2 separate regions of the Oncorhynchus kisutch genome follow, and region 1 is linked to region 2. A link is a contact called in public Hi-C data. All regions are on one chromosome and are shown on one strand. The core of a region is the stretch at or near the end of the contact, and the rest is flanking DNA. Distances in the headings are between cores, read along the strand shown.

What was found. Hi-C and Micro-C count contacts between places; a contact is called where the count stands out from the background.
Region 1: a contact with region 2 is called in a Hi-C map of liver, with 7 times the contacts expected there. The contact joins the promoter of LOC109870737 here to the promoter of LOC109870722 in region 2. A contact is called at or near these places in 2 of 2 Hi-C or Micro-C datasets (liver and muscle).

Annotation. Positions count from the first base shown.
Region 1 is chrLG2:69,788,774-69,795,717 of Okis_V2, reverse strand. It overlaps LOC109870737 (calcitonin gene-related peptide type 1 receptor-like), which reads left to right and starts at 3,420. Exons shown (of 13, transcript XM_031800877.1): 1 at 3,420-3,641.
Region 2 is chrLG2:69,642,051-69,648,465 of Okis_V2, reverse strand. LOC109870722 reads right to left here and starts at 2,250. Exons shown (of 7, transcript XR_004204721.1): 1 at 2,118-2,250; 2 at 581-859; 3 at 126-254. It overlaps LOC109870710 (protein mono-ADP-ribosyltransferase PARP15), which reads right to left. Exons shown (of 5, transcript XM_020461334.2): 3 at 6,177-6,322; 4 at 5,870-6,044; 5 at 4,954-5,724. The coding sequence ends at 5,435. It overlaps LOC109870729 (a long non-coding RNA gene), which reads left to right. Exons shown (of 2, transcript XR_002252211.2): 2 at 1-350.

The DNA.
Region 1 (6,944 bases), core at 2,171-4,670, 150 kb before region 2:
TTGATGCACCTGTACTGACCTCGCCTTCTGGATGACAGCGGGGTGAACAGGCAGTGGCTCGGGTGGTTGATGTCCTTGATGATCTTTATGGCCTTCCTGTAGCATCGGGTGGTGTAGGTGTCCTGGAGGGCAGGTAGTTTGCCCCCGGTGATGCGTTGTGCAGACCTCACTACCCTCTGGAGAGCCTTACGGTTGAGGGCGGTGCAGTTGCCATACCAGGCGGTGATACAGCCCGCCAGGGTGCTCTCGATTGTGCATCTGTAGAAGTTTGTGAGTGCTTTTGGTGACAAGCCGAATTTCTTCAGCCTCCTGAGGTTGAAGAGGCGCTGCTGCGCCTTCTTCACGATGCTGTCTGTGTGAGTGGACCAATTCAGTTTGTCTGTGATGTGTATGCCGAGGAACTTAAAACTTGCTACCCTCTCCACTACTGTTCCATCAATGTGGATAGGGGGGTGTTCCCTCTGCTGTTTCCTGAAGTCCACAATCATCTCCTTAGTTTTGTTGACGTTGAGTGTGAGGTTATTTTCCTGACACCACACTCCGAGGGCCCTCACCTCCTCCCTGTAGGCCGTCTCGTCGTTGTTGGTAATCAAGCCTACCACTGTTGTGTCGTCCGCAAACTTGATGATTGAGTTGGAGGCGTGCGTGGCCACGCAGTCGTGGGTGAACAGGGAGTACAGGAGAGGGCTCAGAACGCACCCTTGTGGGGCCCCAGTGTTGAGGATCAGCGGGGAGGAGATGTTGTTGCCTACCCTCACCACCTGGGGGCAGCCCGTCAGGAAGTCCAGTACCCAGTTGCACAGGGCGGGGTCGAGACCCAGGGTCTCGAGCTTGATGACGAGCTTGGAGGGAACTATGGTGTTGAATGCCGAGCTGTAGTCGATGAACAGCATTCTCACATAGGTATTCCTCTTGTCCAGATGGGTTAGGGCAGTGTGCAGTGTGGTTGAGATTGCATCGTCTGTGGACCTATTTGGGCGGTAAGCAAATTGGAGTGGGTCTAGGGTGTCAGGTAGGGTGGAGGTGATATGGTCCTTGACTAGTCTCTCAAAGCACTTCATGATGACGGATGTGAGTGCTACGGGGTGGTAGTCGTTTAGCTCAGTTACCTTAGCTTTCTTGGGAACAGGAACAGTGGTGGCCCTCTTGAAGCATGTGGGAACAGCAGACTGGTATAGGGATTGATTGAATATGTCCGTAAACACACCGGCCAGCTGGTCTGCGCATGCTCTGAGGGCGCGGCTGGGGATGCCGTCTGGGCCTGCAGCCTTGCGAGGGTTAACACGTTTAAATGTCTTTCTCACCTCGGCTGCAGTGAAGGAGAGACCGCATGCTTTCGTTGCAGGCCGTGTCAGTGGCACTGTATTGTCCTCAAAGCGGGCAAAAAAGTGATTTAGTCTGCCTGGGAGCAAGACATCCTGGTCCGTGACTGGGCTGGATTTCTTCCTGTAGTCCGTGATTGACTGTAGACCCTGCCACATGCCTCTTGTGTCTGAGCCGTTGAATTGAGAATGTTTTTTTTACCCAGGTGAAAACAACATATCAGCAACCCATTTGAGACTACATTTAATTTGGCATAGTCGTCAACATTGCAATTTTGTGCAGATGTTAATTCTGTTCCAAGTCCCCTTTCACATTGAAGTACAGCAGGCTATTGGAATTGACTCCACTGATCAGTGCATCACTGAGACACAGGGGGGCAGTGTTGTATTATCATGATAGTTCTAACGTTTCCATAATGGCCTTCACTTGAAAGATATATGACTGCAAATTGACAAATGACCTATTCGTTTGTTGGGAATTTCTCTGCAATCATAGTCTACATTCATATTTTTTTTATAATGTAATGACCTCTATAGATTATAAATGAGACCATGTCCAAAACAGTTCTCGAGATGTGACACTATTCTTCCACGAGAAATACCGTTTGGTGGAAATCGCTGGTGCTGCTCCAGGATCTCCCATTGGTGTTCAATTGGGTTGAGATTTGGTGACTGAGACGGGCCATGACATATGGTTTACATCTTTTTCATGCTCATCAAGCCATTCAGTGAAAACTCATGCTCTGTGGATGGGGGCATTGTCATACTATGGGGGCATATTCATGGTAGCCAAAAGTATGGCCTGCCCAGTATTTTTTACACATGACCCTAAGCATGATGGATGTTAATTGCTTAATTAACTCAGAAACCACACGTGTGGAAGCACCCGCTTTCACCATACTTTGTATCCCTCATTTACTCAAGTGTTTAAATTATTTGGACAATTCAAATCAAACTTTATTTGTCACATGTTTCGAATACAAGTGTAGACCTTACCGTGAAATGCTTACTTACAAGCCTTTAACCAACAGTGCAGTTCAAGAAAGAGTTAAGAATATATTGACCAAATAGACTAAAGTAAAAGATAGTTGCCTGTATGTCAGTCAGTTTACCTACTTATGATAACTAAACCAAGTCTAATAATGAGATGAACACTCACAGGTTTGTTAAGCGTAGACAGAACGAGCTTCTTCCATATGAGAAGACATCGAATTGCAGGAATGTTCCTGTCATTTAGAACCATAACGATTGTTTACAGCCAATGCATTGGATCAAACTCTACAGACAGAAACCCAAATAAAAGCGCGAGGGGTACCTTGAATAAATAACACACGTGCACAATGATTACCACACGGGAGGAGACCCATAATCATCTGCGCAATCCACAAAACACACAGCACAGGTACTTACACGACCAACGGACAGTGAAACAATGATGGACCCCACCATGGTGAACGAAGGGCACATACATACAAATACAATCAGGTGGAATAGGGGACACGTGTGTGCAATGAAAGTTCCAGAGGGATCTGTGACAAATACACAAGGTACAATTTGAAATTTGTCCATCAGCAGTTTTCTGTTATGTCAGTCACTGACAGTCACTCAATTAGCCCATATCAGCTAACATGTTTTAGATTGGTAAATTAGTCTAGTGGCCAGCTATCTAAACGTGTAGTTTACATGGTCGAATTACCGACCTGGCCCGGCCCCCCCATTGATTTTGTTAGTCACTCTCACTCAGATATCATATTAAAAACTGCAAACATTTCTCTCCACACTATGGAAAAACGTGTAGAATTGCAGGGCATTAACTCAACATTTTCTTTTATAACTCCTGTCAAGAGGGGGGGGGGGGGGGGGGGGGGGGGCTAAAATGCTTTTCTTGCAAGGTGGGGTTAACAACATTTCGTGAAAGACTTGGTCCGGTTCTGACTACATGTGTGGGTAAGGATGTGCGTATACAGATGCGTGAGCCACTGCGCCCCCCCATGATGATTTCAGAGGTTTTGTGTGCCCCACCCCTGTCAAAGTGTCCCATCCCTGGTCTATATCATCTGCGTGGTGGGTTCTCCTGAAGAGCTGTAGGCTAATTCGTGATGTAACAGGAAGTAGACTAATGCGAATGCCTCCCACAATCTGACAGCGGCTCCAGTCCGACACTTTATTCATTGAGTGTTGAAACCCTTTAGGTTTGGTTCACTACCATTGCTGCGGAGGTTGCATTTGTCGGGAAAAAAAGCTGTCGCTGGAGTGTTTGGTCGGTTAATGTTACTTTCTAAATCGCGGTAGCATTGGATTGTGAACTAATCGCATCAGGTAAGAACCATTCGAATAGTGTATTAATAATGGGAATATTTACATATCTGGTTTAGGATTACTATTTTATTTGTCCACTTATGCATCGATTCCAGTATCGATGCATAAGTAATTTGCTTTTCCTTTTCTAAAATCAATAGCCTATACATATCCAATTCAAGCCCATGATAATCGAAAAGAGTCTGCTGCATTTCTGTCTGTTAAATTTAGACCTAAAACGTGCTTTTTAAAGCTACCTGGATAGATTTCAGTCCACTGTCGACAGGGATAACAATAGCCTATTTCTTGTAGTCTTCCAAAAACAATTGCGCACCGCAGATAGGTTAGTCATTTGCACAATTTTGCATAATTCCATAGGGAAATTATATATATATATATATATATATATATAGGAGAGCTATATATATATATAGCCTCGTTGTTAACACATCATACACTATTTGTACACATGTACAAACAATGTACTATTTAACCATGTATATATATATATATATATATATATATATATATATATATATAGTACATGGTTTGTACATGTTTACAAATAGTGTATAATGACTCCCGTCATCAACATACAATCATTGATAATAGCCTATTAATACTTCATCCTTAATTTAGGTTCGTTTTTTGACAGATTTGTTTGATCTATGACAAGGGTTTTCATTTGAAAGGGTTTGAAATGATTGGAATATTAAACAAATGCAAGGTAGCCTATAAGTATGTTTGCTCTCCAACATGCTACATAACATGTTTATAGGGAAGACAACACCTGCAATAATACAATTGTATTAACTCTCAGACCCCATTCAAGATGCGTTTTTACAACCTTATATAACCTTTCCAAACTTTAGGCTCAGTGGAACCTAAGTGTTAGGCTACCCACATTTACCTTTTAGGGCACAATGTGGTGGGTAGGTAACCTATAAATCATAAATTAGCATGATAACCATGTTAATGCAAAACGAAAAGGATTTCCTGGGCATTCTACAAGTTTATATGTCATATTGCTGTTTGATAATGAGTTGACTGGAGAGTCTAAAGAATGATAATTATTGTATCTTGTAATATCATGAACTGTCTTCAGATGCAAGGGAAATGTATTTTGTTTCCCACAGAAACCGATACATTTGAAAGCATAACTATATTAATAAAAACATTGATAAAAAAAACATGAAAGAATAAGCACTGTGCCTTTTTACATTGCGTGGCACATCCAGATGACCTGATTGCTACTGACAGCATTGTAGTGTAAATGTGCCCGCTCTCCTCAGTCATGTGGTATACCCCAACACTGGTGTTTGGCACCAGTGCAATCTCAAGTTATTGTTGAATCATCTGCATGGTTATGTAAGCCACAGATTGGACATGATGAAATGTTTTGGGGCAGCTAGAGGGAAGAACGTGATGAATATGATGAGGATGCTCACATTTGGCAGATCTCGCTTATGATACGATGAGGAAGGCAGAGATATTTCTCCATCAAGGAGAGGATAGAGTACACATGAACAAACTCAGAACTGTAGAACATTCAAGTTCATCAGGCCTGTTGAGACATTTTAAAATCTTTCCAGATGCATTTGGCTGACACCATATTTGTCCTCTGCCTCTTTAACCCGTCCATAGATTGCACCCTTTTGTCTCACATTCTCAAGTAAAATTACTTATTAAACATCCACAATAACCCACCGCCATGAAAAAAATATGACATGAAACAAAAATATTATTGCTTCGCTCAACATTTATGAAATCTTTCATGATTTGTATGTGTTCCATTTGAAAGCTGAGGAAAAGATGCCGCTTCACTGTGTGGCCTGAAGATATAGGACAGCCACAGAGTGTTTTCCGGACTGACTGAATACCCCATGAGAAGCAGGCGTGTCTAATAAGTCTACAAGGATTTTCACTCAAAATGCTCAACGGCCAAGTGTTCACAGTAAATATATTAGCTCATATAGTGAAAGGAACCCAAGTACATTTTTGTGTAGGGAGTCTTTGTGTTGAACTGTAAAACATTGGATTTGGATTCCTCCCCCGAGCAGTCCTGTGGAGTGGGTATTGAAGGCTGACTCCAAATGGGATATTACATGTTAAAGGTACCTCCAAGACATGGTGATATTGCCTCGAGAAGCTCAGTCATCTACACGGCACAGAGTATGCCTAGGATGAGGCGTCCAGAAGAGTCAACAAGGAGAACTGTTGACGATGGAAAATGTGTCTGTTTCTCACTCTGGTCTATCTACAGAATGGACAGTGTTTTTGATCAGTAAAACTCAGTCTTTATCGTTTTACCTAGAGATTCACATTACATGTTGATAGCTGTTCTTGTCTATTAATGTTCTGTATTATGTCATGTTTCATGTTTTGTGTGGAACCCAGGAAGAGTAGCTGCTGCTTTCGCAACAGCTAATGGAGATCCTAATAAAATACCTAATACCATACATGTGAATATGAACACACTGCTCACACCATTATGAAAAAGTGTGCAAAGCATCCATAACATGGGGGGAATAAACAAAACAAAATACCCTTCTTCCAAGACAAATATGATGGATTATACCAAGAGCTACCTTCAAATCTGTTATTGTTCAAAGTTTGGTCTGCAAAGTGGATCTCTCAACGAATTGAGAGCGAAATCTCAACACGACTCTCCCCTTACTTTTCCGATATCTGAACATTATCTTAGCCGACAGCTGCCACACAGTCTAAGACAGCCTGCTCTCACCAAGAAGGTGTATCCAGGTTATCTCCCTCTCCCCAGGGAGCAGATAGGTTATGCCTTTTTATTTAATTTAACACTTATTTTACCAGGTAAGTTGACTGAGAACACGTTCTCATTTACAGCAACAACCTGGGGAATAGTTACAAGGGGGAGGAGGGTATGCTACTCAGCCATCTCTCCTGTTTCGAAGTCGGGGCGCACAAACACAAATGCATTGTGACGCTTTTATCATGCTGGAGGCCCCTGCTTGTCTCCCCCCCCCTCTCTCTCTCCATCTCTCTTTCTCTCTCCCCCTCTCTCTCTCTATCTCTCTCCCTCTTTGTCTGTTTCTCTCTCCCCTCTTGTTGGTCTCTCTCTCTCTCTCTCTCTCTCTCTCTCTCTCTCTCTCTCTCTCTCTCTCTCTCTCTCTCTCTCTCTCTCTCTCTCTCTCTCTCTCTCTCTCTCTCTCTCTCTCTCTCTCTCTCTCTCTCTCTCTCTCTCACCAGACCTTGGTTTAGTCATTAATCTGAGAGCTGGCTAATAGCACCACCATCTCATATCCTGTCTCATTCAAGTGCATCAGGGCCATTATTGAATTCCCCTGT
Region 2 (6,415 bases), core at 1,001-3,500:
GAAAGATACATTTTGTGTCCAAGTAACTATACAATTGTCTTAGGCTCTTCTTATGGGGCTGTCTGTTAGTAAGCAACACAACTTTATTAGAATGACCATGTTAGCTTATTCATAGTAGCACTCACCAGATGGATTCACCCCTCCTGCTTGGATGGTTTTATGTATGATCAAGTCCTTTTTAATTCGGTTGCTGGTAACTATTCGGGAATCAACAGTGCTGTTGCAATCCGCGTAAACCGTTGGGCTGGATGACACTTCAAAACAAATGTGTCATTGCCTTGTTAGATGACAACCTTTTGTATGCCATGACCTTGCAGTCTGTAATAAAAACACTGGCCTGACAAACCTGACAATTGCATTTTATATTCTGTATAGTAAAACACATACACTGAGCCTACTAGGTGAAAAATGTGCCGATGTGCCCTTGAGCAATTCACTGAACACTAATTGCTCCCATAAGTCACTCTGGATAAGTGTCTGCTACATGACAAACATTTTAAATGTATGTTTTCTAATAACCGCTGTGAAGTGCTTCAATGTCTTTAATCACTACAAAGTTAATGTAATACTGCTACTTCACCTTGTGTGTTCTTGCTGAAATGCTGTTGAAGTCCTGGATAATGTGCCTTCTCTTTCTGCAGAATCTCATTGAACGCCTCACATGCAACCTCCCCCTTTTTCATGATTTCATCCAAAAGAAGGAACATCTTCTCCGCAGCAGTGGCTTGGCTGGAAACAGCTTTTCCTTGTTCAACTGATCAAATATCCTCACACTTTTCAATGATATACTCAGGGTCTGTTGATAACCACTGGCACAGTTCCGTCTTCTTTGACATCAGAAATTCCATTGTCTAAATGTCTACAAGAGATGCATACAGTAAGGAATGGAACAAAGGGTATGATATATACTGTAAACTACTCAACTAACTATATAATCATATCATTATCTTATCTGAAAAAGCTATCAAAGATGAGTGACAATAAAACAACAGTCAACAGTTCGATAGAAGTGATCCTAATACTGTACAGAATATATTACCTGAGTGCACTATCAATAATCATAATTCAAATTGAAAGGGTTGTCCGATGTAACCATTGGGCTCGTTGTAATGTAGTCTGTTCTAAAGTAGTTTTATTTCCACTATTCAGTACAGTATATTTGATTTATATTTGATATCATTACTGTTTTAATACACTTAAAGGAAATAATCACCCATGTTGAATGTTATATCATTTTGTACATCTCTATTGAGTCCCAGGATGATTTCATGTTTTCATGTTCGTTTTTATACATCTCTATTGAGTCCCAGGATGATTTCATGTTTTCATGTTCGTTTTTGTACATCTCTATTGAGTCCCAGGATGATTTCATGTTTTCATGTTCATTTTTGTACATCTCTATTGAGTCCCAGGATGATTTCATGTTTTCATGTTCGTTTTTGTACATCTCTATTGAGTCCCAGGATGATTTCATGTTTTCATGTTCGTTTTTGTACATCTCTATTGAGTCCCAGGATGATTTCATGTTTTCATGTTCATTTTTGTACATCTCTATTGAGTCCCAGGATGATTTCATGTTTTCATGTTCGTTTTTGTACATCTCTATTGAGTCCCAGGATGATTTCATGTTTTCATGTTCGTTTTTGTACATCTCTATTGAGTCCCAGGATGATTTCATGTTTTCATGTTCGTTTTTGTACATCTCTATTGAGTCCCAGGATGATTTCATGTTTTCATGTTCGTTTTTGTACATCTCTATTGAGTCCCAGGATGATTTCATGTTTTCACATGTATCTGAGTTCAAACAGGCAGACATACAGCCGGTGTGACGAGTTGCATCATATGATTCAAAATGGGTGAATATTTTCTTTAGGGAACATTTCATTACAAACTGTACAACATCTACGGAAGACAAAAGGAATAGACTTTTGTTGATAAGCTGTATCTGTGGAAGAATGAGAAAGTACAAGCACTTCCGTTTTGGTGAGAGAGGTGGAATGAGAGAAGTATAGAGTCCCGTAAACTAGACGAACAACAGCTGGTGAAACAAAAGAGCGGGAGCAGCCATATCTCACACATCTCAGTTTATAGACTGCAGAACAGGAAGGTAAACTTACCAACAAGATGTTAAACAGAGCAGGATCTGGTACGTAAATGTGGATAGGTTACAACTTTCCGTACTGACAAGCTATGTGGCTGATGTAAACAGAGCGCTTACTGACAGAAATGCGAGAAATGTACTTCCTTTATGTAAGTATAGCCAATAACACATGCGGGCCTGTAAGAGTGCAGCCTATCGAAATGCGCGTTTTGTTATGAGTAAGACATGGGACATGTGTGAAGTGAAACTAAGATTCATTATTACGCTTCACCATGTTTGTGTTCAACAGATGAATACAGTAGGATGTTCAAAACTACCTGTAGGCATTGTAATAACATGAATTGACACAGAAAGGGCAATTTTGTGTCCATGTTGACAGGCTCCTGTACTCATGGTGTGGTGGACCTCCCCCCTATTCCTGTGAACTCACATGCAATCTCAATCACATTTCTGGATTTGACTCCTTCGTTCCTTCCCAGTCAGGAATAAGAAAATAGCAAAAGACCATCTAGCTGAGTAAACCCTGGCAAATCAATTCACCTGTCAAATCGTTGTTAAATTCCTTAGAGATCTAATCTACAGAATTACACTGCAGCCTCTTGACATTCAATACTGACACATAGGAACTGAATTCAGAGGAACACGCAGGGGCAGATTGAAGCTGATAGACGAGACAGAGTTTGGTCATAAGAGCTCCTGTTATATCAGTGGAGGGGATGTTTAATAGAGGATGAGTCACACTGTCACGCCCTGACCCTAGAGAGCCTTTTTATGTCTCTATTTGGTTAGGTCAGGGTGTGATTTGGGTGGGCATTCTATATTCTGTATTTCTATGTTTTGGCCGGGTATGGTTCTCAATCAGGGACAGCTGATCCTCACTCCAGTGATGATCCATGGCACGAAGCCTCCAGTTATGATCCATGGCACGAAGCCTCCAGTTATGATCCATGGCACGAAGCCTACAGTAATGATCCATGGCACGAAGCCTCCATTGATGATCCATAGCAAGAAGCCTCCAGTGATGATCCATGGCAAGAAGCCTCCAGTGACGATCCATGGCACGAAGCCTCCAGTGACGATCCATGGCACGAAGCCTCCAGTGACGGCCTCCAGTCGGGAGCTTCCAACGAGGGTCCCCAGTCCGGGGCCCGCAGCGAGGGTCCCCAATCCGGGGCCCGCAGCGAGGGTCCCCAGTCCGGGGCCCACAGCGAGGGTCCCCAGTCCGGGGTCGGTGACGAGGGTCCCCGCACCAGAGGCACCACCAAAGAGGGGTGAACCAGAGGTGGAGCGGGGTCTACGTCCCGCACCAAAGCCGCCACCGCGGCGATATGCCCACCCGGACCCTCCCCTATAGGTTCAGGTTTTGCAGCCGGAGTCCGCACCTTTGGGGGGGGGGGGGTACTGTCACACCCTGACCTTAGATAGCCTTTTATGTCTCTATTTGGTTTGGTCAGGGTGTGATTTGGGTGGGCATTCTATATTCTGTATTTCTATGTTTTGGCCGGGTATGGTTCTCAATCAGGGACAGCTGTCTATCGTTGTCTCTGATTGGGAATCATACATAAGCAGACTGTTCCTTTTGTTAGTTGTGGGAAGTTGTCTTTTGTTAGGGGCACTATAGCCCTTGTAAGCTTCACAGCTGTTTTGGTTGTTTCTTGTTTTTGTTGGCGACACTTTGAATAAAAGGAAAATGTCCGCTCACAACGCTGCGCTTTGGTCCACTTCTTCCCATGACGGCTGTGAAACACACAATAAATAACACACATAGGCTTTATACTAGGCAGCGTGTCATCCCTACCACATCGTCCATCATTTCCAGATAATGTACAGAGCGTCTGCATTCATCCCTTACATATAAGAAAAAATCCAAGATGGCGTAGCAGTCAGATGTCTTTGTCCTGTCGTGTCCCTTGTATATATTCATCATCCCTTACACATATAACATATATAGGCTTTAAACTAGAGATGTACAATAATGACTATGTGCAGTGTTGACAATGGATATCATGTTTTAGAGACACTGAGCTTCAGGACAGTTATTTCACACAGTATTCAAGGGGTCATCATCGGTCATTGAAAGGATGTGTCCACACTATAAATGTTTTTTTCGGTCACAATTAAAAAACGCTTTTAACAACAAGATCTTACGGAATTTGTTTATGAAATACAAAGCAGACCTTTGACTCTATGGACCTCTAGTCGTTTAAAAACATACACACCACAACAACACCTCTAGTGGTTTAAAACCATGCACACCACAACAACATCTCTAGTGGTTTAAAACCATACACACCACAACACCTCTCATGGTTTAAAACCACAAAAGTTGTATTTCAACGGACTAATATCAGTGTTGTGTCTATTTAAGTCACCTTAACACAGCTAAATCAACTGTTTAAAAAATGCAGGGTTTACCAGTACAGATAAAACAACTCATGGTCAGAATCTATAGCAGCTGCCTAGCTGTACCATATTTGGCTTTGTAAAAGGATGAGCTGTTGATGTGTGAGCCTTCGTGGTTCTGTAGTCGTTCAACATAGCTATTAAACATCTATTCAGTAATGATTTTTCTTCTGTTTTCATAAATAATGTGCAGTAGACATACAGTAGGTCTGCTACAGTGAGACTAGATCAGGCTACATTACAGCATGTACCTCCCTGAGGGAATGAATGATGTTTTGGTGGTCTAACAGGTTTAATTCAAATGATGGCTTCATCTTCCTGAAATTGTTTCTCTTGCAGGGTGAGACGTGTTTATGATATGAAACACAGATACAGTAACAATGCAATTATCACAATGGAAATGTGTTTGGGTTACATTACGTATTCTACACGATCACACAAAACATGACTTAATTACACATCTTTCATATTTAATGGAAATATGAGTCATATAAAAATTATGGTTTTACAAAAATGTCCTCTACAAGTCTAGGATATTTAATGGAATGACTAATATGTGTCATAGAAAAAACACTGGTAAACAAAGATATGTTAGTTGAGCTTTAGCAAAAGCTACCATGTTAGAACCAATGTATAAAAATAAAATCCCAACAGCCCACCCTAATATGTGCACTGCTAAAAATGGTCCCTTTGAAGATATTTGAATAAGATTGCTGTTTAAAAGGTGCAATCTGTTAGATTAAAGGAAAATAAGTAAATCAATAATTATATTATGACAATGGAAATAACAGATTTAAATCTAGAAAATCAAGGCGTTGGTGCAATACTTTCAACATACTAACTGTCACTTCTTTTGGCTATTTTTGCTGTTCTCAAAATGAGATTTTAACCATGGATTTCCAAGAGTGGTTTTGAGTTATAACAGTTGCTCTAGACCCTTAAGAAAGTGATCAGGTACTCTGGATATGCCTGACAGTCGTGGAAGACTACGAACTCTGTTGGATCAGATGGCTTGTTTGTCGTACTATCGTAGCGCCGAATATCTGATCCGTCTTTAAATGGAGGTTCTATCATCCCTCGTTCTCCCTTTGTGAAGTGTCCAGTCAGAACACGACACAAGTACATCAACTTCCTCCCTTCGCCATCTGGCTTGGAGAATTCATCAGCAGCAGAGTAGCTGGCATTGACTGCAAAGTAGGTGCCATTTCCATACTCTGCATCTGCAGAAAGATTATGACACAGTTATGACACTATTAACATAGAAGAGAGAAACCAGTTCAATGTAAGGATTCTTGAGATTTTATATACGGTTCAACTTGAGGCAAGACTTTTCTGGTTTGGAGTTTATCCACTGGCATATCTTACCATTTTTTCCAGCGTAGCTCCGATTGAACCCGTGGTCGTTGATGTGACCTACGTTTGTGTGACTGGTTCCGTGGAAAAGACGTTTCTCATTCAGAAAGCGATCATTCCTGTCACTGATGTCTTTTTTCTTGATCTGGAAGCTTTTCCACAAGTTTGGGTTCTGGACCCTTTCAATCTAAGGGAAGGAGACAAAACTAATATTACATTCATTGGCAAGAAATGCAATAACTTCCAATACCTTGCTTTACATACAGCTGCACAGTTACAGTTATAACTACTTAGGAAGTCACTTTTGGAAAATAGCTACTTTTTTAATTTCATTGTCTGGACAAGTATTCCGGAACAGGCCTTGGACTTCATCATACTCTGGGCTTCCTGGATGGATGGAGTAGAGCTGGACAGGGGAGGTGGCTGGCATGGCAGCCCAATCTTGAGGTAGTTTATCCTGTTGAGCTGAACAACAATAGAAGATCAGTCATAGGGCCAATAAAGACTTCATTACAGGAGGCCTTTTAAAAATATTTCTTTACATCACATCCTGGGACC